Regions from separate parts of the Mus musculus genome. Here all the other regions are linked to region 1. Evidence: chromatin contacts called from public Hi-C and HiChIP or PLAC-seq data. All regions are on one chromosome and are shown on one strand. Each heading gives the region's core, a stretch centred on a gene start, on an enhancer-like site or on the middle of the called end of the contact. The rest is flanking DNA. Distances are from core to core; before and after follow the strand shown.

Evidence for each region. Hi-C and Micro-C count contacts between places; a contact is called where the count stands out from the background. HiChIP or PLAC-seq counts read pairs in DNA pulled down with a chosen protein or histone mark.
Region 2: a Hi-C map of pre-B cells shows a contact between it and region 1, with 5 times the contacts expected there. The contact joins the promoter of Gemin6 here to the promoter of Thumpd2 in region 1. A contact is called at or near these places in 7 of 39 promoter capture datasets (the 3T3-L1 cell line, 3T3-L1-derived adipocytes, HPC-7-derived erythroid cells and 4 more) and 1 of 484 Hi-C or Micro-C datasets (pre-B cells).
Region 3: an H3K4me3 HiChIP or PLAC-seq map of bone marrow-derived macrophages shows a contact between it and region 1, with 5 times the contacts expected there. The contact joins the enhancer-like site here to the promoter of Thumpd2 in region 1. A contact is called at or near these places in 2 of 39 promoter capture datasets (embryonic stem cells and hematopoietic stem and progenitor cells), 1 of 484 Hi-C or Micro-C datasets (uterus), 4 of 115 datasets of contacts at active chromatin or transcription factors (bone marrow-derived macrophages, embryonic forebrain and stem cell-derived neural progenitor cells) and 1 of 9 other capture datasets (macrophages).

The regions. Positions count from the first base shown.
Region 1 is chr17:81,062,792-81,066,998 of GRCm38.p6, forward strand. It overlaps Thumpd2 (THUMP domain containing 2), which reads right to left and starts at 2,294. Exons shown (of 10, transcript NM_028138.1): 1 at 2,144-2,294. The coding sequence starts at 2,269.
Region 2 is chr17:80,222,481-80,226,687 of GRCm38.p6, forward strand. Gemin6 (gem nuclear organelle associated protein 6) reads left to right here and starts at 1,971. Exons shown (of 3, transcript NM_026053.4): 1 at 1,971-2,190; 2 at 3,141-3,284. The coding sequence starts at 3,160.
Region 3 is chr17:81,663,065-81,667,271 of GRCm38.p6, forward strand. All of the region lies in intron 1 of Slc8a1 (solute carrier family 8 (sodium/calcium exchanger), member 1), which reads right to left. Among named protein-coding and RNA genes, the nearest start is that of Slc8a1, 73 kb to the right of the region's middle. Within about 2 kb of position 2,052, at least 13 of the 459 cell types and tissues checked have an H3K27ac peak or open chromatin away from gene starts, as enhancers often do. A contact at or near this core is called in bone marrow-derived macrophages, where this site is marked.

The sequences.
Region 1 (4,207 bases), core at 1,044-3,543:
ATGTGCTGTTGGAAGACTTCCTGAAATGATTTTGTCTTTCAAGGAGACAAACAGAAGACTTTTTCTAACAATCTTAAATAACCAGACTGGATGACACATTGTTATTTCCACACTAAGCCTGCCAAGTTAACAAAACAAATTCCTGGGCCTCACTATGGAAAAGTAACTTTTATTTACCAGATATAATTGTCTCTGAGGTTTACTGCCTCTGTCTGCTAACCTAACCTAGTGCTGGAAGCGTCCAGCCTCTGTACAATCTAATCTAGACCTAGAATGTTTGCAGCCTCTGAGACTTACTGATGAATAAACTCACCCTTTCTAGTTCTTTCTGAAAATCTAGTTGGATGGTTCAACTCAGCTGTTCTGGCTCAAACTCCTCTCCAAGCTGACTGATTCAGTCTGCTTTCTCTCTTTGTCTCTCTGTCTCTGTCTCTGTCTTCTCTCTCTCTGCCTCTCCTGAATTGCTCTGCTTGGCCTCATACTAACTTTGGCAATCTGTTCTTATCTTCTGCCTCCTTCTCATTCTCTGGCTTGCTCTGTCTTCACCTGTGTCTAGCTTGTTCTCTCTCTGCAACCTATCTCCCTGTAACTGTCCGGTAAAACTGTCTGTCGTCTCCTCCTCCTCCTCTTCCTCCTTCTCTTCTTCCTTCTCCTCTTCCTCCTCCTCCTCTCTCTGCCCCTGTTCAAGTAGCTTCCCTTTCCTCTCTCTTCTCTTGTGAGTTGGGCATGTCCTTGTTCTGTGAAATCTTTCTCTGATTCGTCACCTTGTCTGCCATTCAATTAGACATCACTTTCAAACATGGCTGCCTCCTTCTACAAACTAACTTGACTTTCATTGTTTGGGCTTAAAGATGTGTGCTAAGGGCATGCCTGTATTCCAGCCAGATGGATTAAAGGTATGTGCTAAGGGCTGAGCCAGACCACAAATAGAAACATGTTTGTTTGTTTTTGTTTTTTCAGTAAATAGCACAATCTTGGGGTTCACAGTGTGATCAAGTGCCCTGCAACATGTATATGCCCACATGTGGCTGGGTTGGACATTATATAGTTATGCTTGATTTCAGAATCTGAATATCACCAACATCATTTTGTAATTGTGTAACTTGAATACATCACTGGATTCACCTGGTTAAGACTGGGTATTAGTCTTGTAGAGGAACCATGTTTGCATCCTAGCACCCACGCAGGGCAGCCCACAATCACCAGTTACTCCAGCTCCAGGGAGATGAGCTGATGGTTCACGCTTTCACTAGTATGAGAACACACACAATTAAAACCAAAACAAACAAACAAAAAAACCCAACAAACTTTAAATCCTTGATGAATGCGGAGGTTATTATTTAGATATTTAATTTAGATTAAATTTATTTAGATTAAATGCTAGTCTTGGCAACTCTCCCCACTGCACCTGCACCTCTATCATCTCCATCTGCATCTCCACCATCTCCATCTGGATCCTCACCGTGGCAGAGACTCCTTTTGTGGGCTTCGAACACTGCTCCCCAGAGGCGAACAGCTAGTTTGGTTTTAGCAAGCTTCCCCTTTCCAAGAACATGTCACACACAAAAGTCCCGACCTATCCTATTACATCCTTTCCCTGTGTTTTCAAGAACTCAGTTTGCACATCCTGGTACGTTTGGAATTTGTTCACTAGTCACTCATTGAAACGCACGGGTAGCAGGGGAGAGTTCTTGTTCTAGCTTCTGTTTACCACGTGTGTTGTGGGTGTACTGGGCATGTCTCACAGTCCTCCTACAATGTAAAACCCAAGCTTGTCAAGTAACAAGACTCAAACAAGTAAGCCCGGGAAGTATATCTGCATTTAAGGTATAAAGGAAGGATTCTAACTCTAGCTATTGCCATGTCATAGTTTCTTTTTAAGGAATCCCAGACAAAAGTGGCTTCCGCACCCCTCTGTTTAAAACTTTGGCTGTGACAGATATACAGTGACCATACTGGATAAAGAACGAAACCACCAGAGCAGCCGGTTGCTCTCAGCAGTCATCAAAGGTCCCGGATGGGGCCCACTGCACGCCAAGGATGGGGTGCTCACAAGTCCTTCCCGGGCCTGAGCCCCACGCTGGTGCCAAGAGGGGACCCGGGGCGAGCGTGGCTCCCCCCGAGCACGGTGAGCCCGACTCACCTGCGTGGCTTCCAGCCGCGCGCGCACCTCCCGCATCAAGAACGGCTCCAGGCCGCGGCCCGCGGTGCAGAAGAACCGGGCGCCGCCAGCGGGGTCAGAACCCGGGTCTGCCTGGGCTACAGCCATGGCGCTCAGGCGCGACCCCGAGACCCGGTCACGTGAGCTCGGGAGCGCGCCTGGGAGCCTTCAGTGGAACGCGCACCGGAGCGTCGCCTTTGCAGGCCCGCCCTCTATGGGGCGTCCCGGAAACTACAGCGAGCCTCCTGCAGCCAGGCATCTCTGATTGTCAAGGGTCCTGGGGATGCTGTCCTTACTGTCTTCATCTAAGACTGGGCCGAACCGGTGAACTCAGGATCAAGAGAAGAAATTCTTGTTCTCCAGCAAAATGTCTTTGTGTTCCCGACACTTGTTACATTTCTTGAATCTGGCCAATCACATAGGTAAATAATGAATGTGCCATCCAGTTTAGTCTAATCGATTTGAGCTAGTGACGGTATTTGAATGGTTTTTTTTTTTTTTAAAGAAAAACCTCTTGAGTTTTAAAATGACAAAATTTGATATAGATAGAATAAAAATCTATCTCTAATTCAACAACATTAAATTAGCTATGTAGTTCTATATTGAATCAGATATTAGAAACTGTTAGAGGAATATTTCTCCAGGTCCAGAAATGAATGCCAGTGGGTAACTGACATTCTCTTGCCCCTTAACCAGTGGTCAGCTCCTGAAGGGTTGGGGCAGTAGAGCCAAGTTCCTTATGGAGTCCCGTCACCTGAGCGTTTCCAAAGGTCAGCTCTAAGTTGTTTCATTTGGTGGCTCACCCTAGACCTGTCCCCAAAAATTAAAAATAAAAGAGGGACAACACCTGAGGAAGGATACCTGAGGTTGTCTTCTGGCCTCTATGTGTACACATGCACATGTACGCCGCACACATATTTTCCTGCATATACATACATGTGCGTGCATACACACATACATACATAGTCTGTACTAAAAAAATAGTCTCAGATGCCTTCAGATGAATTTAACTTACCCAGCTGCAATCTGCCATTTGAATATTACTTATTCAACATCGAGGAAGTTGGAAGTCAACAGAAACAATTTTAGAACGGACAGACTTTAATTCTCTTTCATGTTTGTCAGTTCTGTATATTTCTATAATAAATTTTAGTCATTTTTATCTCACCTCAAGATGCACATTTAAACTGGAGTAGCTGTGAGACATTTGCTTCACAGTTTCTCCCTGTTTTGATGTGATTGTCGATTCCCTTAATTTCAAAGGTGTTTAATGCATGCAATTGACTATCAGAATGCAGATGTTTTAGGCTGCGAAATTCCTGGGGAGATGATAGTTTCATTCATCCGGATACCATAGTCATACACAGGCTTACTCTCGGTAGGTAATAAGTTAGTTTGGTGCTGAATTGGATGCAATTCATTGGCATAAGACTAAAAGAAAGACCAACACAGGAAGTCTCTCTCAGCTAGGAAGATTGCTATAATTGCCTAGGGTGGTTAGGTTTTTTTTTCGACTTGCTTCAACTTAAAATCACTTATAGTCCTCAACCGAGGAATCAACTGGATCAGGTTGGCTTGTGCTGACGTCTCTGGAGGTTTGTCTTGCTAACTGACACAGCCCACTGTGGGTGGCACCATTCCCTAAGCCGGGAAGGAGTTTCTGCTTATAACCAGAAACCAAGCAAGCCAGCCTCCATTTCTCTATCTTCTTGCTGCTCCCGAGTGTCGAGGTGGCACATTAATTCCATAACCTGGAACTGTAAGCCAAACAAACCCTTTCCGCCCCTAAGTTGCTTTCAGTCAGGCTGTTTTATCCTGGCAACAGAAATGATACTAGAACACCATCCTATCCGCAGTGGCTATTGTGAGCAGGCATGGAATAAAGGAAAGGAAGTGTGGGCAACAAAGTAGGAAAGTTGGGGTGCTAAAGGGTAGGAGATCACTGCACCCCTGAACTTCTTTGCAACATACCTTGTTGCTTTCCTTCTTCCTGTCATCTCAGCAACATATTCTGTAGCCAAGGGGAATGAATATCCCTCAGAATGA
Region 2 (4,207 bases), core at 721-3,220, 840 kb before region 1:
GAACCATCTCTTTCCAGCCCCTTAATGTATTCTTTTTCTAGATCGGATTTTTTTGTTTCCTTCTGTGTGTGTGTAGGGCAACCTCAGGTGTCATTTTCAGGAAATACACCCACATTCTTTGAGACAGTGTCTCTTTGGTTCAGGATTTTACAATTAGACTAGTGAGCCCCACGGGTCCTTCTGATTCCACTTCCCAGCCATGAAATTGCAAATGAGCCATACCGGGCTTTTTTTTTTTTTTTTAATGGAGCCATTCCTAGCATTCATCAATATAATCTTGATGACTACTAAGCATATACATAAAGAAGAGACATTTCAATTGGCTGGTACTAATTGAGTGAATTAGAAAAGCTAGAAGCCGGGTGATGGTGGCGCACACCTTTAATCCCAGCACTTGGAAGGCAGAGGCAGGCAGATTTCTGAGTTCGAGGCCAGCCTGGTCTACAGAGTGAGTTCCAGGACAGCCAGGGCTACACAGAGAAACCCTGTCTCGAATTTAAAAAAAAAAAAAAAAAGCTAGAATAGTTTAAATATCTTGTATCTAGTTGCAACTGATTTTTAAATTTTTTTAATTTTTTTTTTTTTTTTTTTTTTGTAGCAGGGCTGGCCTAGAACTCACTATGTAGACTAATTGATCCCAAACTCCCTGCCTACCTCTGCTTTCCACAAGCTTGGATTAAAGTCCTATGCACCACATGTGGCCCAAATGCAACTTAAATTTCTGATAATTTGGACAGAGTAGGGACATGTCCTTGTTTCAAAAGGGGAAGAAAACATAAGCCAAACAGGTTTGCAGTAAAGAATGAAACTTAAAATGCAACTGAACAGTTGTCACAAATCAGTTGTAGATTTTTATTCTGTAGTTTTAAAGGTCAAACATTTTCTCCCACACTCTTAATAACTTGGAATTTACATTAGCTCTTGTAGCTTTATAGAGGGTTTTAACTGATAAACTCTAACTTAATCCATGAAATCTCATTAATATGAAGTCAATCATTCAATAAATGAAGGTTTTGGGAAGGATTATTTGATATGGAATTTCAAGTAGTAATTTTAAAAAACCGATTCATATTTAATGTTTCTGCTGCTTGGCTTGACAATCTTTTTTTTTTTTTTTTTTTTTTTTTTGAGACAGGGTTTCTCTGTGTAGCTCAGGCTGTCCTGGAACTCACTTTATAGACCAGGCTGGCCTCGAACTCAGAAATTCGCCTGCCTCTGCCTCCCGAGTGCTGGGATTAAAGGCGTGCGCCACCACGCCCACCTCTGGCTTGACAATTTTATAGCTCAGTTTTTGTTCATCGCCCTTGGTGGGTTTTTTTGTTGTAGTTGTTGTCTTGGCGGGGGAGAGGGTTGTTTTTTTCTCTTTTCAGTATAGGCAGAATCTTAGCATTTACTGCCTTGCACCACTTTTCAGTATCACAGTCTCGAAGATTCTGCAGTATGTCAGAGCCCAGTCAGCTACGTGCCCAGAAATCTGAAGCAGAAACAACATAATCCAGTGCTGCTTGGGAGGCAGAGGCAGGCGAAGTCTACAGAGTGAGTTCCAGGACAGCTAGGGCTACACAGAGAAACCCTGTCTCGAAAAAAAAAAAAAAAAAAAAATCCAGTGCTGATCTTCCCAACTTCACCACTGTTCTTGAGATTTACTGAGAACACGTCCCCAAAGGTGCACGCATTTTAACCGGCTCCAAAACGAGCTAGACCAGAATTCATGCCATTCACCTCGGCTTTTAGAGCCTTAAGGTTTACCCAGAGAGCTTTGTGTTGAATTCAGGGCAAAATCGCATTTTCATACCCCACTTAAAAAGCTTTGAGGTACGAACATTTTCCTCTTACAAAGATTTCTTGAGACGTTCACGGTGGCCAGGAGAACTCAAGTTCCCTTGGACACAACCTGCAGTGCAAGAACGGAGGCAAAGGACTACAGGATGGAGGATTCTGGGGGAAGGAAATGACGTCAGGAGCAAAGCATGCTGGGCTCAGGCGGGCCGACTCAAGCCCGCTCGGCGGCGTGTGAGCTAAGTAGAAATATAGCCAGGGTCTCTGCGGCGTTTCCCTGAGTCGTGCAGAGTTCTGGGTATGGCGGCCTCTGGACAGGACCTGGTGTTGGAGCTCTAGAGCTTCGCTAACGGGTCCTCAGCGCTTTACGAGAAAATTGGCGCAAAGCCCGTGGAGAGTCATCTAGAAAGAGTAGGTGGGAATCCGAGAACTCCGCATCAGTTATGTCTGTCAGGGGTTTAGGGCGAAATCCTTTTATCTAAGGAAAGCGGAACGGAAGTGGCTGCTTCTTCTTTTTTCTAAAAAAGATTTCTTTATTGTATATGAGCACACCACTGCTTTCTTCAGACACACCAGAAGAGGACATCGGATTCCATTACCGATGGTTTTGAGCTACCATGTGGTTGCTGGGAATTGACCTCCCAGTCGGTGCTCTTAACCGCTGAGCCATCTCTCCAGCCCCGAAGAGTTTGAGTTATCTACGGGCCAGGTTCAAAGCCAGGTTGAAAGCGGTATCCGGAATTGGGAGCAGAGGGTGGGACTAGACATGCCACAGGAGTTTTAAGAATTGTACCTGTGGCCATTCACTATTACCATCAGTCTGAATTATAAATACCCCTTCCCAGATATACTAAACAAAACATTCTCAAGAATTCTCCAAAGATAGTATCAGTTTCTTATACCCCAGATGGGCGTTTTGCTTGTTCTTCTGAGATCTGAGACGGCACACTATGTTACCAGGCTGGTCTCAGCACTACTAGTAGGTAGGGACTGTAGGTGTGAGTTAAGACTGGCTCTATGTATCAGTGCTTACTTGCATTAAGAAACTCGTTATTTTCAGGCAAATTACAGACTGCCTACAGAATGGCGATCATTAAGACATTTGCTTGGGCTGGTGAGATGGCTCAGTGGGTAAGAGCACTGACTGCTATTCCAAAGGTTCAGAGTTCAAATCCCAGCAACCACATGGTGGCTCACAACCATCCGTAAAAAGATCTGACTCCCTCTTCTGGATTGTCTGAAGACAGCTACAGTGTACTTACATATAATAAATAAATGAATCTTTAAAAATATTTTTAAAAAAAGACATTTGCTTGTGTGGAATATCCATAGTGATTAACCCAAATTGATAATGGTTCTAGATCTGGGCAACTGGTAACCATGAGCGAATGGATGAAGAAAAGCCCCTTAGAATGGGAAGATTACGTTTATAAAGAAGTGAGAGTGATAGCCTGTGAGAAGGAGTATAAAGGATGGCTTCTAACCACAGATCCAGTCTCTGCCAAGTGAGTATGCAACTTAATTTTGTGAAATGACAATCCTATGTACTGGCCCCGGATATCCAAGCTGAGAAGGCAGATCAATCAAAGACTGGTCATTCACACATAATAATTGCTTTTGAGCCTAACTGCTGCTGTTTTAACTATGGGATGCTGTAGCAAACTAAACATAGTTATAGGAATAGAAAAGAGAAATTCTCCCCTCTTCTAATTCTCCTTCCAGAGGGTCTCCTGTAGCCAAGGTTGGCCTTATTTGGCTATATAGTTGAAGATGATATTAAACTTCTGATTCATCTACTTCTACTTCTGAATGCTAGGACACCACACCCAACTTTATTTATTTTTTTAAAATAAGTCTCATATAACTCAGACTGGCCTCAAATTCATTATGTAGCTGAGGATAAACACGAATCCCTGATCCTCTTATCTCCACCATATCCAATTGTCAGGACTTGTCTCAAAAGGTAAAAAAAAAAAAAAAAAAAGGACTGAAGGTACATAGATGTCAAGGGGAAAAATGCCCATGCTGTTTATTGGAAAATTTTATATTTATTGAAGTACTAAGTAGTTTGTTTGTTTGTTTGTTTGTTTGTTTTTTGAGACAGGGTTTCTGTGTAGTCCTGGCTGTCCTGGAACTCAGAAATTCGCCTGCCTCTGCCTCCCAAGTGCTGGGATTAAGGGCGTGGGCCACCACACCCGGCTACTAAGTATTTTTTTTTTAAGTTTTAATTATGTATTTATATGAGTACACTTTTGTTCTCTTCAGACACACCAGAAGGGAGCATTGGATCCCATTACATATGGCTGTGAATCACCATGTGGTTGCTGGGAATGGAACTCAGGACCTCTGGAAGAGAATTGGTGCTCTTAACTGCTGAGCCATCTCTCTAGGCCTAGTACTACGTATTTATAATCTTACTAAATTTCTG
Region 3 (4,207 bases), core at 802-3,301, 600 kb after region 1:
TTCCCGAGGCTGGAAATGTAGTTATATTTGGGAAAGTCTTCTACATGGTCAAAGAGGAAGAAAAGCAGACATGACTTGGATGGAATGACCTCTGGGTATCACTTCCTCCCTTTTTAATCTTAGAGCCATTTGATATTAGGTATTCTTGATTTTGTTATTTTACACACACACACACACACACACACACACACACACATAAACCACATGCCATTTGATGTGTTTTCCAGTGTCTGGGCTAAGAATACTGATTTAAACACAAAACAAAACAAAAAATATTTATGTTTTGGGAAGAAAGATAGAAAGATTCATAAGGATAAAATTCTCGAATTTTGCCCAACACACAAAAACTTCAGCTCTGAGGGAGAGTCATTTCTGCTCTATAGGAGGTGAGGCTCCTGAGATGTGGCACCTTTCCAAACTCTCTGATGCCACCTATAGTGAAGTCTACAAAGCAAGTGTCACTTTGGGAGCAGAATAAGCAGCCTGATGACCGAAACCTGCTATGAGGCTTGGATACTCTATACTAAGGAATGAACACAACCAGAAAGAGGCCCTAAGTCCTGTGTGTTAGTGAGGTGTGCAGAGGAGAATGCATGAGAGCCATCAATGATAAATAAACTACCTAAAGTGTACCAAGGGATGCCCAGTGTAGCATCATACCTAAAATCCCAGGAATCTGGAGGCACAGGTAGGAGACTTCAAGGGGTATGGAGTCCCTTGGGCTCCATGGTGAGAATTTATCTCTAAAACCAAGTAAAAAGTAAACCAAGAAGTGCATTGACTAGTGGCCTACCCTTTCTCCTTGCCTCTGACCATTGCAGTGACTTCATGATGAATCTTACCTTCCAGTGTAAAATGCATTTGGGAAATGCCGAAAGCTACTATTGATCCCAACTCTATAGTGTACATACACAGTCCTGAATGAGTGCAGGGCAGATCAAGTGCTATGGAGACATTCATGACATTGTTCTATGGCTGTCCTTGCCATAAAATGCTTAGAACATGTTTTACTTGGTCAAAATGACTCAGCTTATTGGTTTTCTAAACCCCTTTACCTCTTTGTGATGACCCCCAAATCCCCTTTCCTCTCCTCGACGAGGTCAGAGGCCAAGCTTCTCCTTCCTCTGCAGTCCAGATCCTATCTTACTCAGCCATGGTATTTCATCTATGAGATCATGGCAAGAAGAACTAAATCCAGAACATGGCTTTTGTAGTCTTTTATTGACCCACAGCTAAGTCATTCAACTGCACAATAGTCTTCACCTTTAAATGCATTTTTATGCTTCTTTGCTGGACACTTAGAAGCATCAAATAGGTATATGTATGTATATATATGTATATATATGCATATGTGTGTGCATGTGTGCATATATATACATATACATATGCATGCACACAAACATACACACACACACACACACACACACACACACACACATACACACATATATACCAGCTTGTCTAGATAATGACATGACAAGTGTTCAACAAATGTGAAATGGCTTGCCTTTCCATGTGTCTTTTACACAACCTGAGTGCTCAGTAGACACCATGGTTGGATTAGTGGAAGGTGGTGAATCACTCACTGGTTGTCTTGCTGTTTTGACTTGATCTCACATTAGATTCAGCAAAGACATTATTTGTAACTTAGTTTGCAATGGCATGGAATCTACAGAGTGATTATCCCATCTTTTAAGATAGCCTCTGATAGAGACATTAATTTTTTCCAAGATCTCTTGAATGTGCAGGGAACTGTTTATCTGAATTGGCATCGAGCAACTGTTGTCTAGGTGACTGGTGGAAAGGTTACAATACAGCGCCTTCAGGATTTTGAGACTGTCAGTCTGCTCTAGAGAAAATACTTTGCCCATTTCTCAGAAGCCTTACAAAGGCTAACTTCTTAAGAAAAGAACCAAAGGTTGCTTCAGGGTAAAACCTTAGTATAGGAATCCACATTTGCCTGCTTCTGGTTTCTCTCCGGTGACTGACCTCTTATTCAAGAGCTCTGCTCCCAGGCCCTTGGCTCCCTACGCTTCCCTATCAGAACAGTCTCAAGAGGGCATTCAGTGGGCAGAAACACAGTTTTAACTCTTCCACTTCCTCTTTGTCTTGCTGTGTCCCAGGTCCTCGGGACTTTTTGAGAGCTGATTGCATAAAGCTTTTCAAATTCACAAATCGACATATACTAATGGCTTGTGTAGATTCACACATAGTATATGTTCACATATTGACATATACTAATGGCTTGTGTAGATTCACACATAGTATATGTTCACATATTGACATATACTAATGGCTTGTGTAGATTCACACAGTATATGTTCACATATTGACATATACTAATGGCTTGTGTAGATTCACACATAGTATATGTTCACATATTGACATATACTAATGGCTTGTGTAGATTCACACATAGTATATGTTCACATATTGACATATACTAATGGCTTGTGTAGATTCACACAGTATATGTTCACATATTGACATATACTAATGGCTTGTGTAGATTCACACATAGTATATGTTCACATATTGACATATACTAATGGCTTGTGTAGATTCACACATAGTATATGTTCACATATTAACATATACTAATGGTTTGTGTAGATTCACACATAGTACCTCTTTGTTGAGCAATACCTCTGCATTTTGTTAGGGATTTGGTCAGAATTCTTCACTCAGATGAGTGACCTTCATACTAATGGTTTCAGATTCTATGTTGGCCAGTGGATAAAGGCTTTGAACCCATGAATGTTTTACCAGACTCAAACAACTTATTATAGATGATGCACTAGCCCTCAGCCACAAAAAGAGTTTCCATGCTTCACTTGTCAGACAGGACATTCCCTTCCTTCTTTGAAAACTGAGCAGGAAGTAAGGATGCCTGTAATTTGAACCTTCTTGTTGCATTCTGGACTAGAAGCACCAAGGACCCAAAAACCAAAGGACAGGTGTAAATGTGAGGGCGAAGCAATCAGATTCCAAACAGAGTTGCCAGGGAAGAGAGCAGTGTGAGCTCTGTGAAATCAAGGCACTCTCTACTTGTGTTCTAAACTCCTTCCGTGAAAGCATACAGTAAGCACTCACCCTGGAAGTCTCCACATCAGACAGTGGGCTGTCACTACTACTCCATGGTTAGTTTAAAGTTTCAACACGATGCACATGTACACATGAGAAGCTAGAGGCTGCAGGAAAGAGAGAGGAAGAATAGAGAAGGGGAAAGAGAGGGATTGCCAGAGGAAGGAGAAAGAGAGGGAGGAGAGGGAGAGAGAGGGAGAGAGAGAGAGAGAGAGAGAGAGAGAGAGAGAGAGAGAGAGAGAGAGAGAGAGATTGAGAGAGAAATAATCCTACTGCATTTAATGAGGCCCCACTGGACTAGCCCTAAGTTTAAATCAAAATCCCAAAGGCAAAAGCTGAAAGCTCACATTTCCCGAGTCTGGTCTATCCCAACGGGTCGGAAAACACCTGACATCTACTTCCCCTACATCTAAGAGACATCTCCCAGGAGCCAGAACCATTTTGTTCAGAGGGAAAAGTGGGAACAGGTAGTGTTGTAACCCACTGGCCTGGTTAGCCTTAGTTGCTACTGAGAATTAGAGCTGGAGAGGTAGACTGTTAAAGGAACAGTGGGGAATCCAGACAGCATCCTGGAATCTAGAGAAAGTCAGGGAAAATACTTGCCACAAGAGGGAGCAGTAGAATTTGGTCAGATAGGTTCCTGGGTAAATGTTCTCACAGGGGAGAAGGGGTTTGCAGTAGACATTGGATCATGAAGTGTGGATGGCAGTGGATGATGTTGAAACACAAGGCACATATCCCTAAGTAGCTGAGATTATCACTTGAACCACGAAATTTTTAACAAAAGCAACGACTGGAAGGAACATATATACAACAGCTCAAGAATATGAAACACGCAACCTGATGTAACATCCTCTTCTCTAAACATGTCTTACTCTATATTTAACTTCCATTCTAGTCTTGTCCTTGCTGATACCTATACCTGCTTCTTGCCTGCATAGCTTTCTCCCTCTACCTTGGGCATCCGAGAGAAAAGACTGGCCTCCTTGAATGGCAACATGAAAACAACACCCTTAAGTCTAAAACTGTGATGTTCACAGTCAAAGGCAAAATACTTTCTTGATGCTGCTGTGTCTTTTAAAATGTTTTTTTTTTCTGTTCATTCTCTTTTTAAAGGAGGAAT